2 separate regions of the Mus musculus genome follow, and region 2 is linked to region 1. Evidence: chromatin contacts called from public HiChIP or PLAC-seq data. All regions are on one chromosome and are shown on one strand. The core of a region is the stretch at or near the end of the contact, and the rest is flanking DNA. Distances in the headings are between cores, read along the strand shown. Region 1 holds the start of Hand1 (heart and neural crest derivatives expressed 1). Region 2 has its middle 16 kb from the start of Gm33078.

The links. HiChIP or PLAC-seq counts read pairs in DNA pulled down with a chosen protein or histone mark.
Region 2: an H3K27ac HiChIP or PLAC-seq map of trophoblast stem cells shows a contact between it and region 1, with 33 read pairs. The contact joins the enhancer-like site here to the promoter of Hand1 in region 1. A contact is called at or near these places in 8 of 39 promoter capture datasets (the 3T3-L1 cell line, the C10 cell line, the HPC-7 cell line and 3 more), 1 of 484 Hi-C or Micro-C datasets (CD8 T cells), 13 of 115 datasets of contacts at active chromatin or transcription factors (the 230-238 cell line, the SCID.adh cell line, embryonic forebrain and 6 more) and 3 of 9 other capture datasets (adipose tissue, liver and pancreatic islet).

What each region holds. Positions count from the first base shown.
Region 1 is chr11:57,830,658-57,833,634 of GRCm38.p6, reverse strand. Hand1 (heart and neural crest derivatives expressed 1) reads left to right here and starts at 1,488. Exons shown (of 2, transcript NM_008213.2): 1 at 1,488-2,391. The coding sequence starts at 1,849. Gm32915 (a long non-coding RNA gene) reads right to left here and starts at 1,527. Exons shown (of 3, transcript XR_003949681.1): 1 at 134-1,527.
Region 2 is chr11:57,894,435-57,897,294 of GRCm38.p6, reverse strand. No RefSeq gene overlaps it. Among named protein-coding and RNA genes, the nearest start is that of Gm33078, 16 kb to the left of the region's middle. Within about 2 kb of position 1,569, at least 39 of the 459 cell types and tissues checked have an H3K27ac peak or open chromatin away from gene starts, as enhancers often do. A contact at or near this core is called in the 230-238 cell line, the HPC-7 cell line, the SCID.adh cell line and 2 more, where this site is marked.

The DNA.
Region 1 (2,977 bases), core at 239-2,738:
CCATCCACGCCTCAAAGCGAGATTACTCTCACAGACACGCAGAAATCACAATTCGCACACATTCCTAGGATTTCACACACAGGGACTGTCATCTGTTGAGCCCACGACCTACTCCACATTCGTTTTCACTTACCCACTTGCTACTGGGCCTCACATCCCGTCTGCGCACGGTGGCCTCTCTCCCACTGTCCCTGCCTGGTAATTGTCTTACACAAGCTGGGCCTCAGCGAGCAACTTTCGAGTGGCTGGATCAGAAGCGAATTAAAAAGAATTTGACATCATCTCATTTCCCCCCTTAACTGACATTTGATAGGCACAAGCCCACCTAGGGAAGGAGCGAGACCAGAAATGTTGGTGAGGATGGAGGGGGTCCTAGGGACAGGGACCTTAATGAAAAGATGAAGAAGACCCAGAGTTTCAAGCTTAAAAGCCTGGTCTCCCACGTTCTTATCAACTCTTGGAAAGCCATCTCTTTGTGGAATCCCACCTTGGAGAATCTAGGCTGATGGGGAGCAACACAAGGTTGCACAGATATTCCCTGCCTCAGCAGAGTGAGTGTGAAGCGCCTAGGCTGTTTCTCCGTGGATATCAGGGGTGGGGGTGGGCTGGTTTCTTCCAGTGTGAGCCTCAGTGGAAGTATCTTTATAGGATCAAAGATTTTCATGCAGGTGGCGAGCCAGATGGAGTGAGCAGCCCAGCAGTCGCCGGCTCCTTAGCCCTACGTGCGAATCTTCCGAAGACACCGGGGAGTCCTGCCACAGAGATGCCTTGGGGCCAAGGCGCCGCCAGGCTGCCTCGCCACCAGCTCAGCCTGCCGGCGTTTACACCGAACCAGGCGCCTGAGAGGCTAGAGGAGCAGAGATCAGCCACCGTCTCCACCCCCAACCCCCAAGCCCGGAACAAACTGGTCAGTGCCCAAGAGCTGGAAGCCCCGCTCCCTTTCCCTCCCACTTCCACCTCGGCCTCTGAAGGCTCTTCTGGAAGTCCGCAGCTGGGCGAGAACTGGATCTCAGGAGACCACCTTGTTGGGCAGCAGCTCCAGGTCCTGCCTGAAGCAGGGGACCTAAAGGTGGGGCTATAGGTGTTAGGGCCTAGCCTACTTCCCTGCTGGGCCCAATGGCCTTCAGGCTCCCACGATGAGCAGTTCGGGTTCAGGAATGCTGCATATCCTATTCTGAATTTCAGGCCTAAAAACAACAATTTGTTCTGGTCCTCAGTTTCCCTATCTGTGAAATCAAGTGTGTGTGTGTGTGTGTGTGTGTGTGTGTGTGTGTGTGTGTGTGTGTGTGTGTGTGTTGATGAGGCTCTGTCTGTTTTCAAGGGATAATTCTAGAATCCTTTCCTTGGATCCATGAAGAAAGGGTGGTAGGTTCAGTACAGGGAGTGAGCAGGCCTGGCCTCAAGTTCGTAGCCCCCGCCCTTCCAGGAGGGGAACTGGGAGAGGGGAGGGACATAGGCGGGGCGGGTTTTCAGTCCCTGTGGTCAGCTTAGAATTGTGTGGCGCTTGCTGAGCATAAAACTTGGGACCGCCACCCCCTTCCCTCCTCCTGCCATTGGCTCCGGCTAGAGGTTGACATCAAAGCCGAGGCCTTATATAAGCAGGATCCTGGTGGCAAGTCCGCAGAAGGGTTAAACCCGGTCTTTGGACGTCTGAACCCTTCTCCCTCGTTGCCTACAGAAACCTTCAAGAGGTCGGCAGGTCCTTCGTGTCATCTCCAGCCTTGCTCGCTCAGGACTCTCCAAACCCCAGCCAGTTCGCTGCCTCTGGAGCCCACGGTGACCCCCTTCTGTGGGGCGCATGGGGCGGTGCTAATTGGGCTGACAGCACAGGCCAGGAGCCTCTCCAACATGAACCTCGTGGGCAGCTACGCACATCATCACCATCATCACCACTCACACCCGCCGCACCCCATGCTCCACGAACCCTTCCTGTTTGGCCCGGCCTCGCGTTGCCACCAGGAGCGGCCTTACTTCCAGAGCTGGCTGCTGAGCCCGGCTGATGCTGCCCCAGATTTCCCTGCCGGCGGGCCACCACCTACCACCGCAGTAGCAGCGGCTGCCTATGGTCCCGATGCCAGGCCGAGTCAGAGCCCAGGTCGGCTGGAGGCTCTTGGAAGCCGCCTGCCCAAACGAAAAGGCTCAGGACCCAAGAAGGAGAGGAGACGCACAGAGAGCATTAACAGCGCGTTCGCGGAGCTGCGTGAGTGCATCCCCAATGTGCCCGCCGACACCAAGCTCTCCAAGATCAAGACTCTGCGCCTGGCTACCAGTTACATCGCCTACTTGATGGACGTGCTGGCCAAGGATGCACAAGCAGGTGACCCCGAGGCCTTCAAGGCTGAACTCAAAAAGACGGATGGTGGTCGCGAAAGCAAGCGGAAAAGGGAGTTGGTGAGTCCCGGGGCTTATAAGTTCCAGCTAAGGGTGCGGGCTGGGGTAAGTAAGAACAGGCCTGCAAACACTGAGCTGTGTTCTGGGTGGGACTCTGAAAGACTAGGGAGAGTTCTGAGGTCGACACAGTCTGCCATTGTGTGCACAGTCATTGCTGAGTGAACATAGAATTTTGCTTTTTAAAAGTGATCGTAGGGCCTTACAAGATGAATTGAAAACCTTGGGCTTCCAAGAAGGGGCTATATTCTATATTATAGTTTGTTTTAAATCTGAAGGTGTTTTGAGTCTTCCCTGGGCCCTTCTGGAAGCCAGGTTGAGAATGAAAGTAGGAAATGACTTAAATACTGCACTGACGTGTGATGTTCTCCCAAAACAGTTTTTAAAGCAACAAAACAAAACAAAAAACCCAAACACAAAAACCCAATACAAGTCGAGGCTTCATTCTTTCATTTGCTTAATTATGAATATCTGAATTACTCGATTCCCATGGGTTTATTGGAAAGGATTATTTACCTCAATTAATGTACTAATTGGAGAAACAGTAGACCACTGGAGGGAAAAGTGGGGTGGAAAGGCAGCTCAAGGC
Region 2 (2,860 bases), core at 320-2,819, 64 kb before region 1:
ACTTGGAGAGCTTCAGAGACCCAGGGATATGCCTGTTTCTCTCACCCCCAACCCCAGCTTGTCCTCAACAGTTCTGGGGATCCAAACACAGGTTATGCTTCAGAGTCACATACTTTCTTGACTAAGCCAACTCCTCAGTGTCCCAAAATGGTACATTTTACATTTTCGTATAAGATTTTAGGTAGCCAAGATGACAAATTTTGGGACAGTATACTTTGCCACTGTGAGGAAATAAATATGCAAACAAGAAACCAGACGGAAAATTAAAACCAGACTGAAGTCAAGAGGCCACAGGCTCAGGCACTGTGACAGGGACAGAAGGTATCTGGTCAGTGCGGATGTTATGCCCTGAAGAGGGAGAGAGGTCAGGGCAATGAAAAGGTGAGCTCATCTCTTCCGCTTTCTTCCAGTCTCCTGGTCTTTGTCCTGCCTGAAGCCTCAGCACAGAGTTGGTTTCCCATACTCTGCAGCGTGTGACTGCGTCCCCTTTGACAGAGCCCAAGGGCCCAGCCAGCTAAACTTTAATAGCGCTGCTCTCAGCAGCCAGTGAATTTGTTTCCAAATGGTGCTGATTTTAGTTTAGTGGGAAGGGAAACACTGTTGCACATTGTTTAAACACAACTCTGGCAAGCATTCTAGATGAGGGATGCCAGGGAGACAGAGATGGGGGACTCTCAGCACAGCTACCTGCTGGTGACTTTAGGCTAATGGCCACGTTCTGTGAACCTTTCCTACTTGTGTGAAGGAGTTAGGTCGCACTGTACATGGTCCCAGTGAAGGGTTTCTGAGAGGTCCAGATAGTGCTTCATCTTAGCACTCGTCCCAGCTGTCCCCAGATCCCTCACCGAGCTCTCTGTTCTGGGTCTGCTCCCCTCATTTTCTTGGACCTCAGTTTCCCCGACCTGTCTCTGATGGCTTTGATCCAGTTCTTTTATGGATCCTTTGTTCCTCTGAGGTCTCTGGAATGGCTTGGCATCCAGGGCTTTACAGTCAGGGACTCTGTATCTCACCTTCTCCGTCCACAGAGGACAGTGTGAACCAGTGGCACCAGGCTCCCCCGTTAGCAACACAGGTAGCCGGTTCTAGCTCACTTCTTGCAGCCAGTCCTTGTGGCAGGCCAGCCACAGGCATAGTTCACCACTGTGGAGAGCAACTGGCTGAAAAGATCGTTTTAAGACTTTTCTGTATCTTCAAGGATATGTGTGTGTGTGTTGTGATGTGTTGTGTTGTGTCTCTGTCTCTCTGTGTGTGTTTTATTTTATTTTTTGAGACAGGCATCTCACTATATAACCATGGTTGTCATGGAACTCACTATTTAGATCTGGCTGGCCTTGAACCCACAGAGACCCAATTGCCTCTGTCTCCTGAGTGCTGGCATGAAAGACATGCTCCACCACACCTAGCCCTACTTGTATATTTTTGAAAAATTAGACATATATTTATCTCTACCCCAAACAATGAGGCTCTTAAAGAACTGCTCAGCAAACACAGGCCAGTTAGGAGAGGAAGTGGACTGTGTACATCTGAGGGATGACTTTTCTCAGGGGAACGTTCTTTCTGGGTAAGTGGGTTTCCACTTCCACTTTGGCCTCCTTCCAAGGAGTGTCTTCTTCACACATGCTCTCTCCTAGGCAGCCAGGGAGGAGGGGAGGTGGTGGTGGTGGTGGTGGTGGTGATGGTTAACAAAACCAGGAAGGAACAAGCTGGATTATTAGGGCCTTTGGGAGGGCTGGAAAGAGAGCATATGGGTCACATGGATCTCCAATGACCTGCAGCACTGTGCCCAGTGGGGGGCCTGGCTTGCTCAAGAGCACTCATGTGTTCTCCCTCTCCCCCTCCCCCTCCCCCTCCCCCTCCCCCTCCTCCTTCCTCTCCCCCTCCCCCTCCCCCTCCCTCTCTCCCTCCCCCCTCTCCTTCTTCTCTATCTCTCCCAGCTTCTATCAGGCTGGGTTGGATGCTTCCCATTGCCCTCAGCTCCGTGAGAATCCCAGTGCTGGGTGCTTCCTTCAAGAATTTGTTCCATAACGGTCTTCAGTAGGCAAAGATCTTCCTCTAGGACTGCTCAGCACATTCTGTGGATGGAAGTGAGGCACCAGGAAAGTATCTGAAGACCTGAGATCAGAGCCCTGAAGCACTTGGTGATGTCACCATAGTCCCAAAGGCAGTTGGAGGGAGGTCTGTGTGGATCTGGAGTTTTTTTGCAGCTGAAACCTGGGATGTCAGAGACCAAGGAGAGAGGGCTCTGGGGATTCAGACAAGGAAATAAAAAGGATTGACGGAACCCTGTGTGATTTGTTCAAATGCCAAACTTCTCCATGGGCATAGATGATAGACTTATATATAAAGTCACTTAAAAACAAGGCAGCACCAACCCACTTTCCTTTTAAAGATTTATTTATTTACTTATTTAATATTTGTTTGTTTATTTATGTATTTATTTATCTATTTAATGTATGTGAGTACACTGTTGCTGTCTTCAGACACACCAGAAGGGGGCATTAGATCCCATTACCATGAGCTACCATGTGGTTACTGGGAATTGAACTCAGGAGCTCTGGAAGAAAAGTCAGTGTTCTTAACCACTGAGCCAACTCTCTAGCCCCCTCTTTAAAGATTTATTATTTTATGTGTATAAATCTTTTGCTGCCTATGTATGTACTGTGTGTGTGTCTGGTACCCATAGAGGCCAGAGAGGGTGTTGGATCTCTAGGAACTGGAGTTGCAGTGGTTGTGAGTTGACATGGGTGCTGGGAACTGAACCCAGGTCCTTTGCAAAGAGAAGCCAATGCTCTTCAGCTTGGAGTCATTTTCTTAAGTCCCCAATCCATTTTCTCATTCTGAGCTATAAATGAAGACACAT